Linked DNA regions of Triticum aestivum: region 1 is linked to region 2. A link is a contact called in public Hi-C data. All regions are on one chromosome and are shown on one strand. Each heading gives the region's core, a stretch centred on a gene start, on an enhancer-like site or on the middle of the called end of the contact. The rest is flanking DNA. Distances are from core to core; before and after follow the strand shown. Region 1 holds the start of LOC123136736. Region 2 holds the start of LOC123136734.

Region 1 (5,909 bases), core at 3,358-5,857, 180 kb before region 2:
CGTCCGAAGAGGCTACTGGATGGGGCTAGTATCAAACTAAAGCATAAAGAGAACAAGGATAGAAAAGTGAAGATGCGTCAAACATACCTCAAAGCCTCTGAAGAGGCCCTTGAAGACCTCATGCATTCTGGTCTCGATGAACCGGAAGCTGCCCAGCGTCGTACCAATAAGGGCACGATGCTCTTCCACGATGGAGGTGCTCACCAGAGCTGCCTCCATCTCCTCGGGCCACCCCTTGTGCACCTTCCCTGGGGCAGGGGGTAGGCGGAGCCACCTCGGGTCCACCCGTCGTGGTGATAGGGTTGGAGACCTCTGGCTACGATGGTGGCGTTGGAGTCACCTTAGCCGAGGACTCTGCTCGGCCACGCCTTCTTTAACCAAGGGGACATTTTCCCCTGGTCCTCGGCAGCCAAGGTTTGAACCTCGGCCAAGGAAGCCCTGGCACCTGCCCTATGTTATTAGTGGCTGGGGTTGGGCGTGATGTCGCTTCCCCCAGCCCGCCAGGGGCGATGGGGGGCACGGTGTGCTCGGCGGACCCGCTTTCTGCCATGAAGGGCGGACGGAGCCTGTCGTCCTCGACCACGTCGTCGATAATGACATGTTGCGGGCTAGAGAAGGACAAGTCAGATATCGTGCATCAAAACTTGGTTTCATGCAGAAATTGAGGGCGTTCTATCAAGAATACCTCCGAGGCGCCGGCTTCATCCTGCGCGGCTGCGTGAGGATGTCCTCCGAGGTGTCAGAATGGGTAACCTGGGTTGGCACGACCCGTTGGCATAGGCCTTGCGCAGTTTCCTGCGGACCAGAGGGTGCTCTTCCTCCTTGGCGTCCTCGGACGCCACCCCTTTCCTCTTCGGAGAGGGCACTTCCTCCTCCACGCCCTCTTCCACCTCCTCTTCCTCCTTGCCCCCTCGTGGGTAGAGGAGGCGTGGGTGTCTTTAGACCTAGCCTCTGAGGGATCTCGAATGCGCAGGTTGCCCTTCCCCTTCGGTCCCTTCAGCTCCTTGGCCGGAACTACGTACAACTTCTCGACCAAGAGTGCCCCAAGATGAGGAGATCTTGCCTCCTTGGGCAGCGGGTACTCGATACATCATCATCAATACAAGCAAAGCAACATGTAGGGTATTACCTCTTTGAGAGGGCCTAAACCTGGATAAATACAGTCTCCTTCATTCCTGTTACCCATAGATCTGAAATCCATAGCTCGGGACCCCCTACCCGAGGTTTGCCGGTTTTTTGTACCGACACTCGTGTTGCACAAACACTAGGGGCGTGCTTGGTTACATTGCCAATCGAGCCTGGCCTGGCAAGCATGGCTCTAGTGAGCCGGTTTGAGGGGATGCAAGCAAAAAAAAACAGATGCACATAGTTTGGTTGCCTGCATGTACCTAGTTGCATGAGACAACCATTTTTGACCCGGCGTTTGGTTGCCCGCATTGCATTAGGCGCACATATGACATGGTGTTTGGTTGCAACCTGCATAAGGTGTTGTCACCACTTCTAACTAGTGATGACCTTACCACACACAATCTGAACATAGTGCCAGCTAGTTAAACAAATGATAGTTCATCCTAACTACTATCAAATGACAGTTCAAATTATTAAGAGCCATTGGCTAAATAGGGGATAGTTCATCGGTGTTGCTGCTACCAGATCTTCCTCTTCCTCTTCCTCTTCTTCTGCTTCTGCTTCTTCTTCTGCTGCTGCTGTCGCTTCTTATTCTTATTCTTATTCTTCCTCTTCTTCTTCTTCTTCTTCCTCTTCTTCAAATCCTGCACTTACATCTGTTAAGCCACATTGCCTCTGCCCACTCCAACCTTTTGTTCTTCCAAGCGTCATTGTCAAATGCCTCCACACCATGGTCGGAGCTAACAACATCATCAGGCTCGACCTCTTCCTCCTCAGGCACGTGTTCATCAAAGCCCCACTGGAGGATCCATTTATGCAGAATGCAACAAGTAAGAACAAGCTTAACCTGAGTGGAGTATGGGTGGAATGGCTTCTGATCCAGGATCTTAAACCTATTCTTCAGAGCTCCAAATGCCCACTCAACAGTTACTCTAAGCCTAGAGTGTCTGAGATTAAACAGCTCATGTGCAGTCCTAGGATAGTTCCTACCAGAGAACTCATTGAGATGGTACCTGGTTTTCCTGAAGGGTGGAAGAATACTCGACCGATATACATAGCCAGCATCTTCAAGGTAGAACTTGTCGTCAGGGATGTTGATCACATCAGGTCGACTCATGTTGTCACTGAGAATGTAGCATCATGCGCTGACCCCTCCCAGCCAGCCAGCACATATGTGAACTTCAGATCAAAGTCAACAGCAGCAAGCACATTCTGGCTTGTGTAGTGCTTCCTCCCCCTGTATGCTGCAGACTGTGACCTAGGAACTCTGGCAGTGACATGAGTACCATCTATTGCCCCAATGCAATCCTGAAAATGGTATCACAAGCCTGTGTTGGTGCTCAACTTGAACAATCTCCTACAAGCATATCAAGTCATGAAAAGTGTATATTGTCAATGCTCACCTTAAAGTATGGATACCATCTTGGGCTTCTGCGAATCTTGGGTGGAGTCTGGCCAGATGGTCTCTTGATCATCTCTCCTCTCCCCAATAGCAAAAAACACCTTTTTGAAGTACCTAGAGATGGTCTCCATTGATCTCTTGAACGTGTTGTGAATTACCATGAACCTCTGGTTATGGCTAACAACATGGAGAAACATGGCCACTTCCTCTTCCACACTGGTGTTGATGTTATCTTGTAGCAGCCCCCTGCTCCTGAAGGTCTCGACAAGCCTGGCAAATTGTGCTCTTTTCATTTGAAGCATCCACAGAGCCTCGACGTTATTGCAGTTGTAGATGTAGTTCAGATTTTGGATCCTCTCATGTTCCCGGATAAACAATGGACCATAGCGGATCAAAGGTCTCCTAGCACGACAGACAACTCTCTGGTGCATGAACATGACCCATGCCTGAATCACACTAATCAGTGTTGCTGCCTGAATTATCAGCCTCATCCATGCGTCCATAACCTAGACGATATCGACAATTCGTCCAGTGCGTAATCGATCCTACACCTAGCCTAACGGCCTAACCACCGACCTAACAAAGGGGGGAGGGGGTGCTGCTTACCGGCATCGGAGACGAGGACGTCTTAGGGGGGGCCATGGCACAGACAAGGTCGACTAGACGGTGGCCAACAGCAAGGGGAGTACCAGATCCGCCGCAAACTCCGCCGCCTCTTCCGCCGCCGCCGCCCCCTCTAGCGCAGATCTGAAATCGCAGCGGCCGACGGCGGTGAGGCAGTAGGGAAGAAAGGGGGGTAGTGCCTATGGGTGAGCGAGTGAAAGGGGGTGAGGCCAGATTTCCATCTCGCGCCATCCCCTCTCGCCCTCGCCTCGCACGCGCCCATGCGACCTCGCGCCGCACTCAGCCTGACTCGCGAGAAACTGTCGATCCAAGCGTTTCCAGCGAGCCAGGCTGTGGGCTGCTTTGAGAAGCGTGCGATGCAGGGCCAACAGTGAAACCAGGCAAGCAAACATGCCTCTTCCTTCCCGCGCGGGCCTGGTTGGGCTCGATGCGGGCAACCAAACACGCCCTAGGAGAGACACTGGCTTGATTGCTGATAGCATGTGGCGGACCCCCTACCTGAGGTCTGCCGGCTTTTGTACCGACACTCGTGTTGCACAAACACTAGGAGAGACACTAACTTGATTGCTGATAGCATGTGGCGGATCATGACAACATGTGGTATCTTGCACAACATGATCATCGAGGACGAGAGGGATGACCCGGAAAACTTACGGTTCCTCTACAATGGTGTCATGGTGGAGTCAAAACGTCGCCGAAATAGTACCCATGCATTCCTTTAAGCTCACCGAAGGATCAAAAAGCTCACAAGCAACTTTAAGAAGATCTTGTTGAGCACCGTTGGCACTTCATAGCACTTGATTCTAGTGTTTTTACCATGTTTTAGTTGGATTGTTAGTTCATTTGGACCGCATGTTGTGTTTCAATCTCAATGGTTAAGTTTAAAAACCTTAAATTTTGATATGTACTTGAAGTGTGTGTACTTGAATTCTCAAGTTTTGAATTAACATGGTTGTGGCAATATATGTTGAGACGAAGCCTGTGTGCAAAAATGGGAATTGAAGGGTGGGATAGGACGGGTAATTGAATTACGGGGATGGGCTAGAAATGCCCTTAGGTCTATTCCGAACCTAAGTTTGGTTCATGCCTGCTGAGTTGGAAATTCGAGAACAGAAATCGCGGTGCGGATGCCGTCCCGGCTGTATCGTGTGTCGATCGATCCTAAGCGCAACCACCATACTGGCTAGTTCCGGCGAGCTGAGGTCACAACAAAGATGCTCATCCAATATGGTAAACGGCAGTTGCAGTGGAGTGTTCCTCCTTCCGTGTGCTGGAGCCACTCTGGTCTGGGCTCAGTCTGGAAATCCAAGAACAGAAATAGATGATGATTCCTGGCGCGGCGTGCGTCCGTCCGTCCGTCCGTCTTGTACCGCCATCGATCCGCGACGCTGCTGAGGTACACATGGACGCGCCAACGGCCGCCGTTGCTGATCCAGACGCTGAGGTACTGGCTAGTACTAGATCACATCGTTTTCCAACGAACGCTCCGACGTGTAAGCAAGCGACGCTGCCGTCCCGTCCGTCACCCGGTCCATTCCCGTCCATGGTTGCGGCCCTTTGGGTGCAAGACTGCCTCCCCTCGACGCGCGTTTCTTGCGTCTCCTCCCCGCCGATCCGTCCCCGCGCACGCACCGCAGCAAACCAAAAAAGAGCCGCGATTTTTCCCAAAGAAGAATCCCCCTTCCTGTTCTTCGCCGACCGAGATCGCCACCCGCCCACCTTCTGTGGTCGCACCGGTCGCCATCCTCTCCGAGCTCTCGGAGTGCGTTGTCGCCGTCGCGTCGCTTGCGAGCCTGTTGCTTCACCCTCTCGCCTTGCTCCGGCTATAATTGAAGGTCTGGGGATTCTTGGAGGCTCTCCTTGCCCTATATTATGCGCCGGGCGGTGGCAGTCGAGCGTTGACGGCTAAGAAGTGACTGGTGAGTGAATTCTTAGGGGGGGACGGGAATGGCGCGAGGCGTGGCGGCAGCGGTGGCGGCGTTGGGGGTCGTGGCGGTGCTCTTGACCGCCGCCGCGGCGAAGGTCTGCACGAACACGTTCCCGTCGTCGGATTCGGTGGCGACCCACGCGGAGCGCGCGGCGGGGCAGCTGCGGCTGCCTGCCGGCCCCGCCGCCCGTGGCCACGGGCACGGGCACGACCACGAGCAGCACCTCACCCCGACCGACGAGTCCGCCTGGATGGAGCTCATGCCGCGGAGGCTCCTAGGCGGCGGCGGCGGCAGCACCCCGCCGCGCGAGGCGTTCGACTGGCTGATGCTCTATCGCAAGCTCCGGGGCGGCGGCGCCGCCGCCGTGGACGGCCCCGCGGGTCCGTTCCTCTCGGAGGCGTCGCTGCACGACGTGCGGCTCCAGCCGGGGACCGTGTACTGGCAGGCCCAGCAGACCAACCTGGAGTACCTGCTCCTCCTGGACGCCGACCGCCTCGTCTGGAGCTTCCGCACGCAGGCCGGCCTGACGGCGACCGGCACGCCCTACGGCGGGTGGGAGGGGCCCAACGTCGAGCTCCGGGGACACTTCGTCGGTGCGCCGCCGCCACAATCTTTCCCTGCTCATTCGCACATGCCAGTCGCTCATCTCAACTGAACTTCTTTTGGCCTGACGCTGTTCTTTGCATTGCAGGGCACTACCTGAGCGCCACGGCCAAGATGTGGGCGAGTACGCACAATGACACCCTCCGTGCCAAGATGTCGTCCGTCGTCGACGTGCTATACGACTGCCAGAAGAAGATGGGCACAGGGTACCTGTCGGCCTTCCC
Region 2 (6,443 bases), core at 2,523-5,022:
TCAAAAGAAGCCAGCTGAGATCTGAATTTTGTTTGATCTGCAGCAATTGAAGAACACTCCTGGTTATTAGAAGATCCAGGAGAGACTGCACCTAATGTAGACTGCTGCAATATGCATGCACCATCTAACCCATCAAGTATTGTCTTCATCAGCAGTTCAAATTCCTTCACAAAGTTTGTTGCTGACTCCACAAGTAGTTTCTCTCGCTCGCCTTGTACATTAAAAACAGCGCCTGGATGACCTAGAATCATGTAAGCACAAAGCACTACCCTTGGTGAATATCTAGGTAACTTGCCAGCGTCAGAATTTTTAGTTGTCCTTTTCGGTGTTACTCTAGCTCTTGCTGCACTACTTGGTAGGATTCTCGTATTTGGTGATCCCAGGTGCTTGAGCAGATGATCGATATTTTCTGGTGTGCATGAACTTGATGTCTGAGAAAGAATAAAACGACTCTCCAAGCAATCAAGCAATGCCCTGGTGGTCTGAAGAACTTTTGTAGATTCAATACAGAGGGCTAGTTTTTCAAATGGCAGAGAATTAGCAGATTCCTGATTTATTCCCAGCACGTCAAAGGCCGCAGCCAACACCGCTGTTGTCTCCCTGTACTTATTCTCTGATGTCACTCTTTGCCCAAAGAACTTTTTTGTCCTTTCCTCCAGCGCAGCTCGCCTCTGCAAACGAGCATGCAAGAGTTGAATACGGTTCTCCTCCGCTTGCTGTACCCGATGCTCAACTCTCATGCCAAGCTCCTTCCTTTCCCTGTTGAACCTCATTTCTGCATCCTTCTTAGCAGCCTGACGCAGCTCATCCGATTTAGCTAAACGATTCTGCTCTTTCTCCAAGAGGCTCAACCTACAATTATAGAATATTCTTCAATCTTTGGTCAAAAAGAATCAAATAATATACCATACCGGTTTGCCTCTTTTGATTACCTCTTCTGCTTAGCAGCCACAAGCTTCGCTTCAAGGCGTTGCTTGGGATCCTCCTGAGATGGCTGTGAAGTGCTCCTGACCGCATGTCTTGCTTTGCATGATAATGTTTCATGGAATTGCTGGACAGGACAACAATTTATATTAGTAGGCAGCAGCAAACATATATGTTTTACCAGTCCATGAAACTTCGCAAAACTTACCCCATTTTGGTCATTTCACCGTTCACACAGTTCTCAAAAGTTAGTTAACAAAACAAGAGAATGAACTTTCTGGTCATATAAAGTTGTAATGAAGACTCAGCATTCTCACCATCAGAACCAACCAGGGCTTAAACAAACCCGCTTCTAATCAATGCACCAAGACACAAAGTTTTCACATTTTCTCTAAAAAATAACCAACCAGGGCTCCCGCTACCACAAAGTTAAGATAAACGTCAACTACCTTGCAGCTCTACGGTGCCAACTTGGCAGCCATTTTGCCACACTAAGAGCTTGATATGGTGATGCAAAGCATGAAGGCTGACACGGCTTCGAGACCGGGTGGGTTTCTGGTATCGGTTTTCGAGCAGTTCTTGGGGCAGTCAAGGGTTTTGTTCTTCAAATTCTCAATGGATTTGCCCTTGGCACGGTACTATGTCAAGGTTGAACTTTGGGATGTGAATGCTTATTCCTAAAACTGAAGGGGCGGGGTGCATTAGGCATTTCCGCCCTATTACGCTAATTAGTGTAATTTTCAAGATCTTTCCTAAAGCTTATGCCACAAGGTTCTCCGGGGTGGCGCATACAATTATTAGCTCTAGTTAAACATCGTTTTTCAAAGGTAGACTTATCCTGGACGGGGCTCTGGCGCTACAAGAGATTGTTCACAAACTTCGGATCAAAAATCTACGGGGAGTCTTGCTAAAACTGGAGTTCATGAAAGCATATGATAGGGTAAACTGGAAGTTTCTACGCAAAGTTATGCTCAGGGAAGGTTTTGACGCTGGATATATTCATCGGATCATGCACTTGGTCTCGGGTGGCCAAACTGCAATGTGCATTGATCGAGAAGTGCGCCCTTCTCCTGCAATCTCAGATCTGACTTGGTGGGCATGCCTTTGCAGAAATCCTATCCTCACCAATGTGGCAGGTCATGTCTGCGGAGTGATGCCGCACTTGATCCAGGGGGGGGGGTCCATGCTAATCCTCACTAACACAGTAATATGTGCTTATCCAGACTACCAAGGTACTTGACTTTACATGCTGCCAGACAGAATTCACGCTGCCATGAACAAGCACCGCTCCCACTTCTTTTGGGAAATAGCTGGACTGAAGAGATCTTAGTCAATTGGCTGGCAGCGCACCACCCTAAAGTGGATCTGGAAGTTGTACCAAGATGACAGGAGCCTCTAGAAAGATATTCATTTCAGCTAAATATCCCGAGGCCTCGGATATCTACTTCTGCGTTGGGGCAGGGGGGTCTCAATTTCGGAAAAGCATCGACCGCATTAAATATATCTTCAAGCTCGGTGCTAAGCATGCATGCAGTTAACGACAGCCAACTGACGCTTTTTTCTAGATGGATTGGTGGCATGGTGCAAGCCCCTTGAAATACCGGTTTCCCCTGTTGTTTAACATTTGTTCCAACCCCTCGTTCACGGCTGATTAGGCATTTAGAGGTGATGGCTAACATATCCATTTTCACCGCTCCTTCAGCCATGATGAGCTCCTACCGTGGGAGGCGCTTCACTCAGTGATGGAGCAGGTTCAAATGGGTTCCATTGACAAATCCATGTCCTGGGCACTGGAACCTTCAGGGATTTTCTCGTCCAGGTCACTCTACTCTAGGATTTGCCAAGAAGTGGCTCACTTGAAGGATATGTGGAGCGTCGATCGCCTTTAAAGATCAAGATTTTCACTTGGCAACTTGCCAGAGATCGTCCCCCTTGTACTGACCAAATACTTAAGTATCACGGGCCGTCCTGTGCGTTGTGTGGTGAGGAGGAAAATGTGCTGCATATCTGTCCTGTCACCTTGCACATTTCATGTGGAGTGGCATCTGCCAGTTGCTTGGGTGCGACTGGGATCTGGCTAAATTTACGGGTTTCTTTGCTGTCCTTGAAGGCTTTCATACTGTTATTTGGCTTTATTAATGCATATTTTGTTTCGTCCAATTACTATGATTAACCGGAGCGTAACTATTCCTTGGATATCTTACAGGAAATCGGTCCGCAGATCCCTTAACACCAAAAGATCGCATCGCTCGTGCAAAGTCTATAGAGATTAGGCATGAAAGGTCAGAAAATGCAATGAAGCCTGATGCTCAACATAAGAAGTATACCCCTCGACCGGAAATGGATCTGATAGCCAAATGTCATCTTCTTCTGCACAAGGCAAGGGTTCAGGGGTTCACCGGGCTCTGAGAAATCGATTTTTTTTATACCGCATAAACGTGTTGGCTAAATCTCCATTTCGAAGTCATACTCAAACTATGAACGCGAAATAATGAAGCACGCAGCGGGAAAGAAAGAAAAAAGGTGGAGCGTGCCAACCTGCCTCCGGAGTTGGGCGTCGCGGAGCTTGCTCTCGATCTCTTCGGCGGTTGCCGGCGCGTCGGCGCTTGACTCACGCGCCTGGAGGAGCCTCCTCCTGATCCGCCGCGGCACCCTGGCCACCGGCGAACCCTCTTCCGCCGGTATGTCTAGTGCCACCGCCTCCGGTACCGTCATTCGCTCCGCCCGCCGATTCCTGCGCAGAACAGATTCCGCCGGAGATCGCACGAATTCGGCCGGGGAATCGGCTGTCGCCGTCGTTGCTGTTGCTGCTCTTTTGGGACTGAAATCCGCAAACCAGCCTTCCACGCACACACGCGGGCAAAAGAAAAGGAGAATGAGAACACCACCGTCGCCAAGATTCGTGCACGATCCGACGGGACAGAAAATCAGCCTGAAGCCAAATAAAAAACAGATGGCTGGAAATTAAAAGCATCTCCAACAGCCGCGCTGAAAAAACACAGATTTTTGCGCGCGCAGCCGCTCCGGGCGCTCCAGCGAAGGTGCAAAAAATGCGCGCTGCATAAGTAGTTCAGCGCGTGGGGCGAAACGACATCGCGCGCCGCTTATTTCGTGCGCCCGCTTCCGCGCGCTACACACTCGAGCGCCTCGCCGCTTTCTCCCCGCCCATACCGCCGCCGGCGAATTCGCCCGATGGACGGCAGCGCCGACATCCCCCTCACCTCTTCCTGCCCCCGCGACCCCTCCGCTGCCGGCGCCGACGCAAACCCTAGTGTGGGGAGCTTTGGCTTCGCCTCCGCCGGTGCTCCTCCAAGCACCGGTGTCGCGTGCGGCCTTTTCATGCCGTCATGGGTGGACGCATGTCTTCCGGTGTGCCTCACATACGTTCGCATGATGCCGTTGGAGATCTTGCCAACATCTTCCGAGCTTCCCATGATGAAGCGGCGCAACACAATGAAGAAGAGGGGAAAGAATCGTCTTCGAAGGATGAAGAATCGGAGGAAGAGGAGGACGAAGACAAGGATGATACATAATTATTGACGTACCATTTGTTTGTGTGAACTTTTATGTCATGAACTTGGTTGCATGATTTTGAACTTGGTTGGATGATGATGTGATGTGGCATGATTTTAAACTTTTACGTCACGAACTTGTATGGATGATTTTAAACTATGCTATATCACCATATTGTCTTCAAATTGAACATATTACAAAACGCCGGCTGCTCGCGCGCGCTGTAGTTTAGTGCGCTAGAGCGCCGCGCACGCGTATTTTTTGGCAGCGGTTGCTAGAGCCAGCACTCCACTGCGAGCAAAACCTGACCATTCCGGCGCTGTAAACTGTTTTTTAGCGTGCCGCGTGGTACGTCCCGTTGGAGATGCTCTAATGAAAGTTCTAAAACTGTTGAGAACCGACATCAATGAAGCGGCTTTAGCGAATCGTTGTTAGGAAACGTAGTTAGCGGTTATTAGTGTCCAAGCATCGTACGGACGCATCTGTCCGTACAAGCGCCTCTTTGTACAGACGCCTTCACAATGCGTCCCAAATCTTATATAAATATGTGATTCTCAATCAATGGAAGTATCAGATCATTCGTACAATCACTTTTATCTTTACACGTTATCAGCACTGCTCTGCCGAAAGAGAGATAGTGCCATCACCGGGAAGGAAAAGAAAAGGTAGGTCATGGCAGGGAGAAACCTGTCATCTGCGGCTTTCGCTTTCGCTCGCTTTATCCAAAGAGAGAGCCGTCGCCTTTCCCGCACTCCTCGCCACCGTGCCGCACGTCGCCGTCATGGCCTTGGTGTAAGGAGCGGCCCACGTCGCCGCTTCTTCGCCTGGAACCACCGCCAGAACCGTCGCCGTCATGGCCTTGGTGTAAGGAGCGGCCCACGTCGCCGCTTCTTCGCCTGGAACCACCGCCAGAACCGCCGCCGTGGATATGCACGCCATGGCAACCACCCTGTGCACCAGGCTGGGCCTTCCGCCACGGCCACTACTGCAAATGGAGAGATACCTGCAATGCACCAGGCCGGGCCTTCGGCTCCGGCAGTCGCCAACGAGTACGTCGGACACGCGACTACACCAACTGTCTTCTCCATCCCTCCGATGGAGTGGTTGCTTGCAGGGCCATCGGCGCCGTTTCTCGGAGAAGAGGAGATGTTCCCTTGTGAACTCGCGCCGCCACCACTGCCCCCGTACTGCCTGCAGCACGAGTTTGGACCGTGCCCAGCGCGTACGGGCGCACAACCGCGGCTGCCGTCACCGACGCCGTCGGATGAACTGCCGGAGCACTTCTTCCCTCCTGGATACGGTCCTGTCCCGGATCTCCCGTCTCCGACGCCGGCAGCAGTGGAAGTCCATGCCTACTCCACCGTCCCCGATCTGAACATGGCCATCAAGAAGAAGAAGAGGAGATGAAAGGACAGGGCTCGTCGTCGACGCCGCCGCCGCCTCATTCATCACCGGCGACACCACCCCTGCCTCCAGCGCCACCCCTCCCTCCCACACCTCCACCGGAGGCGCGTCGGATACTGCGGCAGTTCGCCGCGGCCATGGCGCAAAACCGCGCAGCCGTCCGGGGCGCGTGGTCGCCGGAGGCCCTCGGCCTCACCGGCGCCCCCGGGGCGTGCAGCAGCGGCGGGGGTCGTGCGGAGATGCGGGGCACACCCCGCCTCCCTTGAAGACGACGCCATGAGCAGAGAAGAGACGGTGTGGTGAGGTGTTGTGCCAGATCAAGCAGAGAAGTGGGGAACGGGAGAAGCGGCGCTGTGTGGGAAACCCTCGTGCGTGCTATCCTTATCCTTCTCTCTGTCGGTGCATGGGCCAGCCCAAGTCACGTACGTTCTCACCAAACAGGCCTACAGGCCAAGAAATCCAATAAATGGCTGCTGGCGCTGTGTCGTTTCCAACAGGAAATAGCCATAGTGTATATATTGTACAGCAGCTTGTTCTTTCTATATGAGATTAGTATTTTATTGTATTAAGAACCTCTGCTTATCATATTCAGTACTGTATTA

The links. A called contact is a pair of places that touch in the nucleus more often than the background predicts.
Region 1: a contact with region 2 is called in a Hi-C map of leaf, with 4 times the contacts expected there. The contact joins the promoter of LOC123136736 here to the promoter of LOC123136734 in region 2. A contact is called at or near these places in 2 of 5 Hi-C or Micro-C datasets (both in leaf).

Annotation. Positions count from the first base shown.
Region 1 is chr6B:233,362,504-233,368,412 of IWGSC CS RefSeq v2.1, reverse strand. LOC123136736 reads left to right here and starts at 4,607. Exons shown (of 12, transcript XM_044556219.1): 1 at 4,607-5,675; 2 at 5,774-5,909. The coding sequence starts at 5,102.
Region 2 is chr6B:233,177,558-233,184,000 of IWGSC CS RefSeq v2.1, reverse strand. It overlaps LOC123136734, which reads right to left and starts at 3,772. Exons shown (of 10, transcript XM_044556216.1): 1 at 3,463-3,772; 2 at 933-1,051; 3 at 1-852. The coding sequence starts at 3,639.